4 separate regions of the Mus musculus genome follow, and all the other regions are linked to region 2. A link is a contact called in public ChIA-PET and Hi-C data. All regions are on one chromosome and are shown on one strand. The core of a region is the stretch at or near the end of the contact, and the rest is flanking DNA. Distances in the headings are between cores, read along the strand shown. Region 1 has its middle 20 kb from the start of n-TGccc3. Region 2 holds the start of Mdn1 (midasin AAA ATPase 1). Region 3 overlaps Ankrd6 (ankyrin repeat domain 6). Region 4 has its middle 12 kb from the start of Gm52717.

Evidence for each region. A called contact is a pair of places that touch in the nucleus more often than the background predicts. ChIA-PET counts read pairs in DNA pulled down with a chosen protein or histone mark.
Region 1: an RNA polymerase II ChIA-PET map of memory CD8 T cells shows a contact between it and region 2, with 154 read pairs. The contact joins the enhancer-like site here to the promoter of Mdn1 in region 2. A contact is called at or near these places in 7 of 39 promoter capture datasets (the 3T3-L1 cell line, the C10 cell line, cranial neural crest and 2 more) and 1 of 115 datasets of contacts at active chromatin or transcription factors (memory CD8 T cells).
Region 3: a Hi-C map of pre-B cells shows a contact between it and region 2, with 2.7 times the contacts expected there. The contact joins the enhancer-like site here to the promoter of Mdn1 in region 2. A contact is called at or near these places in 17 of 39 promoter capture datasets (the C10 cell line, the HPC-7 cell line, the SN4741 cell line and 9 more), 4 of 484 Hi-C or Micro-C datasets (the N1E-115 cell line, embryonic stem cells and pre-B cells), 4 of 115 datasets of contacts at active chromatin or transcription factors (embryonic hindbrain, embryonic stem cells, epiblast stem cells and 1 more) and 1 of 9 other capture datasets (adipose tissue).
Region 4: an RNA polymerase II ChIA-PET map of memory CD8 T cells shows a contact between it and region 2, with 60 read pairs. The contact joins the enhancer-like site here to the promoter of Mdn1 in region 2. A contact is called at or near these places in 1 of 39 promoter capture datasets (cranial neural crest), 1 of 484 Hi-C or Micro-C datasets (bone marrow-derived macrophages) and 3 of 115 datasets of contacts at active chromatin or transcription factors (bone marrow-derived macrophages, effector CD8 T cells and memory CD8 T cells).

What each region holds. Positions count from the first base shown.
Region 1 is chr4:32,249,041-32,251,740 of GRCm38.p6, reverse strand. It overlaps a transcript of Bach2 not described here. Among named protein-coding and RNA genes, the nearest start is that of n-TGccc3, 20 kb to the right of the region's middle. Within about 2 kb of position 1,315, at least 343 of the 459 cell types and tissues checked have an H3K27ac peak or open chromatin away from gene starts, as enhancers often do. A contact at or near this core is called in memory CD8 T cells and pre-B cells, where this site is marked.
Region 2 is chr4:32,655,669-32,658,368 of GRCm38.p6, reverse strand. Mdn1 (midasin AAA ATPase 1) reads right to left here and starts at 1,250. Exons shown (of 102, transcript NM_001081392.1): 1 at 1,017-1,250. The coding sequence starts at 1,118.
Region 3 is chr4:32,938,412-32,941,111 of GRCm38.p6, reverse strand. All of the region lies in intron 1 of Ankrd6 (ankyrin repeat domain 6), which reads left to right. Among named protein-coding and RNA genes, the nearest start is that of Ankrd6, 11 kb to the left of the region's middle. Within about 2 kb of position 1,426, at least 56 of the 459 cell types and tissues checked have an H3K27ac peak or open chromatin away from gene starts, as enhancers often do. A contact at or near this core is called in the N1E-115 cell line and second pharyngeal arch cranial neural crest, where this site is marked.
Region 4 is chr4:32,148,003-32,150,702 of GRCm38.p6, reverse strand. No RefSeq gene overlaps it. Among named protein-coding and RNA genes, the nearest start is that of Gm52717, 12 kb to the left of the region's middle. Within about 2 kb of position 1,357, at least 37 of the 459 cell types and tissues checked have an H3K27ac peak or open chromatin away from gene starts, as enhancers often do. A contact at or near this core is called in effector CD8 T cells and memory CD8 T cells, where this site is marked.

The DNA of each region.
Region 1 (2,700 bases), core at 66-2,565, 410 kb after region 2:
AATACTACTGAATGCTGTATTTCTCTCTCTCTCTCTCTCTCTCTCTCTCTCTCTCTCCCTCCCTCCCTCCCTCCCTCCCTTCCTCCCACCCTCCCTCCCTTCCTCCCACCCTCTTTCCTCCTGTGAGTGCTCTGTGAAGGATTCACTTCCCTGACCAGGCAGAGAAGGTATAAGGCCTGCCCAGCAGCTCAGGACAAAGGGTGGTCTACACATTAAGAGGGAGCAATGGTTAGAAAGCTAAGAGCGCAGGTATGTGAGCAGGCAGGCTCCTCCTGAACCTGGAGAGTCCCTTGTTCTAACTTCAGAGTCTTTGTGGCAAAGCACTGACAGAATGGCCTGCAGCAAAAGCCAACCAAACTAGCCAGAGAACAGGCAAGGCTCCACATGTAGACTGGAGCAAGCTGGTGCTCAGGACAGCGGCAGCCCTGGCCATGGACACAGGCAGCTCGCTTCCTCTCTGTCGGGGCTGACTCTCTTCTGTGAACCCCCTTGTTGGAATCCTTTGGCCATGACTCACAGGGCAATCGGGCTACTCAGCAAGCCCACAGCCCTTCACAATAGACTGTGTAGGAGGCGCCCAGCTCCCGGTGGCCTGTGGTCTGTTCAGTTTTTTCCTTTCTGCATTCTGGGAGGATCTGCTTTTCAGCCACACTTCCCTCAAAACACAGCCCTGGAGGCAACGCTTAGTGCACAGATTTCTGAGCGATGAAATAATCCACTTTGCTTTCTTAGTCAGAGCGAAACTAAAAACAGTAAGACGAAAAAACAATGGGGTCACCATCACACCTACAAAAACACGATTTCATACTCTGGTGACATAAAGAGGTCAGGGGGGAAAAAGCTCAAACTAACATTTTCCAACCTTTCACTGAGAGCAGGGGCTAAAACCGCATGTTTTGAAGGGCTCACGCTGTGTTATTATTAGAAGTCACAATTCTATTGACACTGATGAGTCACCCCTTATCGACAGAAACCAAGACCGTCCGTCAGCATATGCTACAGTCACTGTGGCTTTCTCTTTATTACTGGTCAGAGAGCCCTCCTTTCCTGGAGAAAGCTTCTCCAGGCTAGCAAGAGGCTCTGTCTCAGCCCCTGCTCAGCTTTCCCTGCGCCAGCTCAGCAGCTTTGCATCATCGTCTGGGAGTCTAGGATGATCTGATCAACTCCCGTCCACAAAAGGAAGTTTATGTAGCGACCTCAGAAAAAACAGCATTTCACACTTTCTGACGAAAAACCCAAACCGGAGCTATGTAAACAAAACAGGCAGAGGGAGTCAGCTAAGTCAGGTGACAGCATCTTCCTGACCCCAGGCTAGGCGCTTTGTTTTTGTTTTCACATCAATAGCCAGCAACAGATATAAACAAAGGCTGTGGTCACCAGGGGACGACTTCACTTGCTAGTCACACCCCCTTACTGGCCCTGCCTCCTGTTTCTGCTGCCCACAGAGGGAGAAATGGGCCAAGTGTCTGTAATGCCAAGGAAGTCCACTTCAAGTTTTAAAAAGTCCTTGAGGGGGTGCTAAGTCGTTAACAGCAGAATCTCTCCTTACCCATTTGTCTGGGTTTGAAGATTCCCAAAACAATAAAGTGAAAGCCAATTCTTCCAGAAATGAGGTTGTGCCCTATGCTGTCCCTGTAGAGGCAGACATGTGCCTGCTTTTCCTACCAGCCAGAGGCTGTGCTGGGGAGACAGAGGGAAGAAGAACCCAGCCAGTTCACAGTGATCACAGACCCAATGACAGCCGACCTCCCACCCTCCCCAGGCCATGCTGGTCCTAAGCACCGCAGGCAGAGCAGCCAAGGGAGCCCCACAGCCCCGGCACATGAGTCAGCAAGGGGACTGCTGACTGCGCAGCACTGTGGCATGTACAATGCAGGGTGCAACAAAACCGGGACACACAAGAATCTCTGCACGCATGCACGCGCACGCGCGTGCGCGCGCACACACACACACAGACACACACACACACACAGACACAGAGACACACACACAGATACAGAGACACAGACACACACACACAGACACACACACACACACACAGACACACACACACAGACACACACACACACAGACACACATACACAGACACACACACACACAGACACACACACACAGAGACACACACACACAGAGACACAGACACACACACACACCACCGCCGCCCACTTATTACTTTCCTCTGTTAGAACAAAACATGCAGATAATCTACACCCTGGCTCAAAAATAAGTAATGACCAGTAATAATCAGGAGTGGTAATAAAAAAATTTAAAAAAAAAACAACTCACTCTCCGTGTTTCAATGTGTGGAACAGCTGCATTCAAATCTCCTGAGCCAGTTAATTTTAACTGGCTTTAATTTTAACTAGATTTAACTGCTTTTCCTCTCCTCTGACAAATCAAAATAGCTGCCCTATCGACCACAAGAACCGGTAACCGAAGCACAGTTCCTGTTTTTCGGAAGAGACTTGCATTCAAAGCCACATAGGAGGTGTTTAACATATGTGGGAATTGAAGTGTTGAATGAGGGAGACTGAAACTCAGACACGAACTCAGGCCCCATTGGCGGCTTGTACAGGACCATCTCATGCCAGACTCTGACCCACGTGCCTTCAGTTCTGCTCTCTCATTTAACACAGAATCCCAAAGTCCACGTGGAAGGTCTGGAACTCAGAACGCATTTCCTCAAAGCCAAGTGCAATG
Region 2 (2,700 bases), core at 1-2,500:
AACAAGATGCCTTTTGGCTAAGGGTGTAATTCAGTGACAGAAAGTAGGTTCAACACCTCGGGAAAAACTCTCAGAATTTTCTCTGGCGAATTCTACAATGCTGCAAATGGCTCAGGTTCATTCATCTACAACAGTGACTTTCAACCTTCCTAATGCTACAATCCTTCAATACAGTTCCTCATTTTGTGGTAACCCCAAATCATAAAATTATTTTCGTTGCTAACTCATAACTGTAATTTTGCTACTGTTATGAATCGTAATGTAAATATGCTGGTCTTAGGCGACCCACAGGTTGCGAACCACTGGATGGGCTACACTGCTGTTGACTGCTAAAACAATGGAGTGTGTATGTACTTTATGCACTCTTGGCTGAGAGTTTTACAAAATTAAAATCACGTCTCTCTTGACTCAAGCTTACAGACAGAGCAGGTAAGGAAACTTAGAAAGAAATTAAAACGCAAAGTGAAAACTTGTCTAGTAAGGATGCTCAACTCAGGCAAAAGCCAATACGGCAAAGCTCTTGAAAACACATGACTCATTTGGTAAAAAAAATAAAAATAAAAAAAATAAAATTTAAAAAGTCTTTCATCTCCCAATTTAACTGTCTTGTTAAAACCTTCAGCTGTTTGTTATGAACGGTCACCGAAGAAGACGCGAACTCCCCGGGTGTAGAGACAAGATTTTTGCGTCTCCTCAGTGGTGTATTGAGACGCCCAGAAAAAATACTATGGATGTTCGTCAGTGGGCCAAAGGGTCAAAGTAAAGAAAAGCATCCTTAAAAGCATCCGAGGGGTGGGGAAAGGGAAGGAAAAGCACGTGTCTGGGGGGTGGGGAGGCGGACAGAAGCAGCCTCGCAGAAAAACCAACCGCGCCGATTCCTGAAGGGCATGAACTCCACCAGGGCCTGAGCGCCGGGCAGGGGGCGAGGAAATGGAAGCTGACCCCGAAAAACAAAGGCCCTTTCCCGGGACTCGGCGCTCCGCGACCCGGGCCCGCCTCCCTTCGCCCACGCTCACCGACTTGGCCAGGAACCTGTTCAGCTCGCCGCTGCTCTTCTCGTTCTTGGCGGCGATTAGCCGCAGCGGCCCGGATACCAGCTCCACAGAGAGGTGCTCCATAGTCTCCGGCCGCGGCCACGGGGCCGCGGGGTGACGGCCGAAAACCCACGACGGCAAGAAGACCCCCGAAAGCCGGCAAGCAGACACACACGTGGTGAAGGAATTCACGTTGCGTCATCAACCCGCGGCGGCGCGACTACTGCCACGCCCCCGTGGGCGGAAATGCGTCACTGCCGCGCCACTGCTAGTAGGAAGGGAAGCGGAAGTAGCTTTTGAGGTTAGCCGGTTGACTGATCCTTCTGAGAGTGAAATTCGCGTCGCCAAACGAGGAGCTGCCGGCGCGTGCGACCTAAGCGCACAGTGACTTACTCTGTATCAACACAGGTCCTGTGTGAAAGATAAGCGGATTCGCTGTCCAAGATTGTTGCCCATAAAAAGAGTGACCTTTTGAGAAAAATGGCCCTGAAGTATTCTTACAAATCCTGGAAATAATTGCTTAATTAAAAAAAGAGTAGGAGTTAGTGAGATGCCTTAGTCGGCTAAAAGCTCTTGTAATGCAAGCCTGATGCCCAGAGTTTGATTTGTGACCTCTATTTTACACCATGGCACGTGTGGGCCTTCACACACTTCGCGCATACTCCCCGTAGTAATAATGATTCCAGAAAGGCTGCGGAGTGCACAAAGTTAGAATTGTTAAGATGAAGGTCACGAACAAGTTAAACCTATAATGATGTCAAACAAAATATATTGAGAGGGATTGACAATAAAGAAGCCCATTACCAGCATAGTGCAGCTTACAACCATTTGTAACTCCATCTCTATGAGATAAAACGCCCTCTTCTGGCCTCTGTGGCATACATACATACATACATGTGGCACACAACACACACACCAGTTTTTGTTTTGTTTTGTTTTTTTGAGATAGGATTTCTTTGTAACCCTGGCTGTCCTGGAACTTGCTCTGTAGACAGGGCAGGCCTCTGACCTCAGAGATCCGCCTGCCTCTGCCTCCCCAGGGCTGGGATTGAAGGCGTGACTTTAACACCTGGCTGCTTTGCTTTTTGGTGGTGAGAACTGACTAGATGACTCAGCAGTTAAAAGATGCTTTCCCCTAAGTCTGGCAAACTGATTTCAATCTCTGAAACCCACCCAAAGAACTTGGATAAAAGTTTACTCTAAGTGCAGAGAAAGGAAGCTTCTTCCAGCTGTGGAGGCACTAACAATGAACACCCAGAAAGGCATTCAACCCCCAGAGCAGCAGCAGATTGGTATATTGTGGAAAGTGTCACACCAAAAATGAAATAAAATCCAGGGATCCAATCAGATGCAGAGGATATGGATACAGAATAAAGTACAAGAAAAGGACTAGCCGGCCAGTGGTGTATGCCTTTAATCCCAGCACTTGGAAGGCAGAGGCAGGCAGATTTCTGAGTTCAAGACCAGTCTGGTCTACAGAGTGAGTTCCAGGACAGCCGGGGTTACACAGAGAAACCCTATCTCAAAAAAACAGAAAAGAAGAGAAAAGAACTAAGATTGATGGTTTTTGATGCTCGATGAAACAGGGGATTCAGGAGTGTACACTCGTACACTTGCACCATTGACGTTTCTCTTTATTGTATAGCGTTTATCTTAGTTTACTTAA
Region 3 (2,700 bases), core at 177-2,676, 280 kb before region 2:
CATGTATTCTGACACAACAGAACCAGTTGTCTATTCTGTGTGGCTCAGTCTTTTTAAATCCTAAATGGACAAATTTTATTCTTCCTTTGGTGAAGAAGATTGTACTAACAATTTACTGGCCGTCTTAAAAGTGACCATGAATTTGTGTGTTTGAAAATAAAATGTAGGGGCTGGAGAGATGGCTCAGCGGTTAAGAACACTGATTGCTCTTCCTAAGGTCCTGAGTTCAAATCCCAGCAACCACATGGTGGCTCACAACCATCAGTAATGAGATCTGATGCCCTCTTCTGGGATGTCTGAAGACAGCTACAGTGTATTTACATATAATAAATAAGTACATCGAATAATAAAATGAAATATGGGCTGGAGAGTTGGATCAGCGGTTAAGGGCACTGACTGCTCTTCTGAAGGTTCTGAGTTCAAATCCCAGCAACCACATGGTAGCTCACAACCATCCATAAATAAATCTAATGCCTTCTTGTGTGTCTGAAGACAGCTACAGTGTACTTAGATATAATAATAAATAAATCTTTAAAAAAATAAAAAAAGAAAGAAATATAAAATCATGCCCAATTTTGCTGTAGACCTCTGTGCTACCATGTCCTCCCTACCCGACCTTTGGAATTATCTTTAAATTACTCCAAGAATAAAAGAGTAAATCCTAAGCAACATTTAGCCTGTGTTCTGGATCTCCCGGCCCCCTGGATTGGATGGAAATCAGCATCCCAGTTTCATAAGGCGCATTTCTGATTAGTGTTGATGGAGGATGCGTTCAGTGCTCCCCAAACAAAAGCCACATTATATCTGATGGGCTTTGTATTTAAAAAGCAACACCAGAGGTTGCGAGAGGAGAACGTTGTGCTGTAGTTCTGATCCAGGAGAGCCCAAGGATTGATTATAAGCTGCTCTGAGATCATCACTGTACAACGCTGCCAGATGCTATTAATTAGGGCAGAGTGGGTTGCTGCATTTGGGCAGGGAGGCAGACTGCTCTCTGCAAAGCCCAGTCCCTCCTCTGAAAAGCAAGTAGACTTTTCTTTCCTTCTTCCTTTCTTTCTTTCTTTCTTTCTTTCTTTCACTTTTTTGTTTTTGAGGCATTTGTTCTCGGCCTGGCCTGTTTCCTCCCTGCTCCTTGTAATTAGCACAAGGAAAAGTGGTTTCCTTGTAGTTAGCACTGGTAATGTGTCTGAGAACCCAGCTCTCCACATTCAAACCTGACTGAGTTGCCTTTCTTGAGAACAGACAATAATGATGCCCTTTTCAGGAACCTGTTTCATGAAAACCTGGCTGACTTTAAAGAGAGGAGAGCAGAGCTGGCCACCGGCAAGGCTTGGGTCTGATTTCACGTTTGAGGGCAGCCTTTGTGCCCTCTGCCAGCTACTGCCCCTCTGATCACTGGCCCTGATGGCTTAGACTGAGCAGCATTGACTGTGCCTCTGGCTCTGAGTCACAGCAACATTGTTCTTGCTCCACAAACTACCACTCTAATCTGCAGAGGGCTCACCCACTGCCTCCCCCGGGAGCTGCTGGCTGCCCTTGCCCAGACCCCGGGGAGCTGCATTAACACCCATGGGAGAGGGGCAGAGCTGCTCTTGCGCTCAGGCCGGTACATTGTTCTGACAAAGCTTAAAAAATCCATTTACTGTGTGGAAATGAAGAAGCAGAAAGACTTAGTACACTGCCATTTAAAACGTCAGCAACATTAAGGTCGGCTTGTTTTACTTTTTAAGAAAAGAGTGGTTTGAACAGAATTTGACTTTTTTCTCAGCAGGGAACTTGTGACCCTGGCATCCTTGATAGACCCTGATGAATCTTCATGGTCCGTATGAGGTTTGCGTCAGGCAGGCCTCAGACATGTTCATCCTTTGTGTGTTCAGGGTTGTGGAGTTGCTCCACAATTCCTCTATGGGAAGCTTGTGTTGTCCTTTCTCTCTGATGCCTCCCTCCCCTTCCCTCCCTCTTTACCTCCCCCTTCCCTCTCTCTTTTCCTCCCTCCCTCCTTTATGCCCCTTCCATTCATCTCTTGTGCCTTTCCCTTCCCCTCCCTTTCCTCTCTCCTCCCTTCTCTGCCTCCTTGTCTCTTTCTTGTTTTGGGGCAGAGTATTACAGTAGACATCAAGCTGGGGGCTGGCGAGATGACTCAGTGGTTAAGAGCACTGACTGCTCTTCCAGAGGTCCTGAGTTCAAATCCCAGCAACCACACGGTGGCTCACAACCATCTGTCATGAGATCTGATGCCCTCTGGTATGTCAGCAGGAGGCTGAACTAGCAGGAACTTTCCTCTGAGGCCTCCTCTTGCCTGGAAGATGGCTCTCCTCTCATCTACACTGGCATGGTCTTCCCTGCATTGCTTGTCTGTGTCCCGCAATATCGCCAGTCAGAGTGGAGGAGGGCCCTCCCTCAAGGCCTCATTTGAATTTGGTTAGTGCTTTATAAGCTGTCTCCAATGGACAGTCACACTCTGACAAAGACTGTGTGCATGTATTTTGAGGGGACATTTACCTTGAAACACTCCCCATTGTCCCACTCCCATTTTCTTCCTTCCTTCCTCTCCCCCTCCCTCTTCTCCCTTCGCTTTCCTAAGTTTCCCAGGCTGTGCCTAAGTAGTGCCGGTTTAGGGTGTTAGGAAGCAATTTAGCATAAAGTAAGCTTTATGTTAAATCACCTTGCATCTGCTGCAAAGCTGGTGCTCATAATTTA
Region 4 (2,700 bases), core at 108-2,607, 510 kb after region 2:
CTGCCGCTAAGTATGGTTGAGGAGAATCGTAGCTGAGAGAGAGAGCAGAGCCAGAGGTGGTTGGAAGAGTCCAGACTGAGCGCGGTCATGTAAGGAGGAGTGGAGGGGAGTGAGAGAGACGAGGAGAGAAGAGAGGGCAAGGGAGAGGACCAGGAGCCAAGACGATGACCGGATGGAGAGAGCACGTAACCATAATGGCAGAGTTTTATAGAAAAAGACATGCTAGAGGAAGGGGGACTTTAAGGTCGGGGGCTGGAGAGGAAGCCAGGACTCTGTAACAGCTACTCTGTAATGGAGAGCCTGGCAGCCAGTGTCAGCTTTGATATGTTGATAACCACCTCAGCTAGCCATTGGTCCTGGGTTTCTTTGAGACTTAACATGTTATTTATTTATTTATTTATTTATTTATTTATTTACTTATTCATTCATTCATATGGTGAAGAAAAATTGTATATTTAGAATTAGCCATCTGGTCTCAGTTTAGATGACCCCAGTCTTCCTGACAACATCCAGAGCATCATAATTGGGAGCCAAGCGGACCTACTACGTACACCTTCTTCTGTCCATCAGGCCTTACGGGGTATTGACTTTGGCCACATCAATGTCATAGAGTTTCTTCACGGCCTGTTTGGTCTGGTGCTTGTTGACCTTGACATCCACAGTGAACAAGAGCATGTCGTTGTCCTCTATCTTCTCGAGAGGCTAACCCGGTGGTTAGAGGGAATTTGATGACGGCATGGTTCTCAAGCTTGTGTCTCCTGGGTTCATTCCTTTGAGGGTATTTACGCTGCCTCCAGAGCTGCAGAGTCTTGGTCTGCCAAGAGGTGGGTGATATGCGGATCTTCTTTTTGCGGCTGTGACTGCCTTCTTAGGCAAATCAAGGCCTTTGCTTTGGCTTTGCAAGGGGCAAGAGCTTTCTTTTTTTTTTTTTAACCACCTTTGCCACCATCTTGGAGAAAAGCCCTGACACTTTTTAAAAGAGTGGTTGTCTAATGTTTGTGCAGGGAGTTGTCTTATTTCTCCCCGTTTCCAGAGCCAGCACTCAGCTCAAAGCCCTGAAAAGATTTGTACATGCTCAGCGAATGTACGAATGGGCAAAAGACTTTTGATTTTAAAAGTCTGTCTTATGGGAATCATTTGAACAACAAGAGCCTCTATCTCATTTAACAGAGGACTCGGTTTTCAGAGCTGCTTCAGACACAGCATCTTAAGGGCGTGCTGTCTGATAGAGGAAAAGCCGGTCTACATGAACATGCTTTTTTTTTTAAATTTCACAGTGTCTGAGTCACCTCACACCTCAGTCTCATCTGATAATGGTCTTGTCAGATCTGCCCTTTGGCGGGGGATTCCCCTGGGCTATCACCTCTTGCTTGCCATGTGTTGCCAGGCACCAGAATATAAGCACAGGTGTACGGAGGAAGTAGGGGGCAGGGTGGGTCAAACAGTGGAACCTCTTGACAGTGGGTATTCGTTGGGATATCATACACATTTTACCTTGGATGGTTGTTTTTATGCCGACAAGAAAGTGAAGCCAGTCAGTAATAGAAGCGGTGGCTACCAAGGGAGATTCGTGTAGGAAGGAATTTGTTTTCCTGAGTGGTTACTGTTGAATACATTGCTTCAGTTCTATTCATCTTTTCATAGTGTAATCTCTCCCAGCAGCAAGATGTGACAAACAGCTCAGCTACACCGAAGCCTCCCTGTGAAAAGATTGTCTTGGGCGAAATAACAGCACATAGCTAGTGTTCTCCCTAGGAAGAGGGCAAAAGCTGTAAGGCCCAATTCATTTTGGAAATTGCTAAATAAAAGGCGAAGGGAATCAGCATTAGATACTGCCTATAACTGATCATAAGAGAGAAATCAAAAGCCTTGGCATCTTTGAGCAGACAGCCACTAACTGAGGTGTGCTTGGGAAGTCCCCTGCAGGAAGTTCACCAGCTACACAGTGCTTTCTCTAAGAAGCTGTGTGAGCCTTGTAGGTCTTGTGGTTTTCATGGGCTATGGTCTCTCTGCTAAGCCCTCCTCCCTCCTTTCTCTCCCATCTCCTCTTTTCCTCCCTCACTCTTTCTTTCCCTTAGTATAGGAACCCTTTCTTCAACTAACATCCTTTGAGAAAGGCAAAGGGATGTATACGAAGAATGGCCAGGAGAACGAGGTCAGAAGTCATCGTTACCAACCGCTTCTGTGGAATGTCTTGGGAATCCTGGAGCTCTAGTCGAAGACCTCTCTATCAAGAGTTTGTGATCTGCAGACTCTGAGAGAGTTCCATTTCTTGCTTTACCAGCCAAAAAGGAGCCGTTTCCGGCAAGGAAGACCAAGATTTGAGTTTCCAAGCGCCTGTGTGTTGCTATCACAAAGAACACAATCTTCCGTCTTCAGAGCTGCTCTTTGAGATTCTGCAGATATGACTCGCGATTCCCAACTGCAGAGCGAATCACCAGACCTTCAAGACCAGCTTCAATGGTTAGCACTCCTATAAGATACCCCACAACAGCAACAAGCTCTCAGATCAAAAGAGGGGAGAGATTTTTCTTTTCAGCTCACTTGATAGGTTTTGAGGCCCAGATTGGTTAGTGCCTTCTACCAGTAACACAAAATTCCAGCTAAGCAGCCTGCCACCTGAAAACCGTTGTGATTCCTTCAGTCCCTAGAAGCCAGGCAGCTTTCTCTGGGCTTATGGAACCATCTCCTAGAGACCCT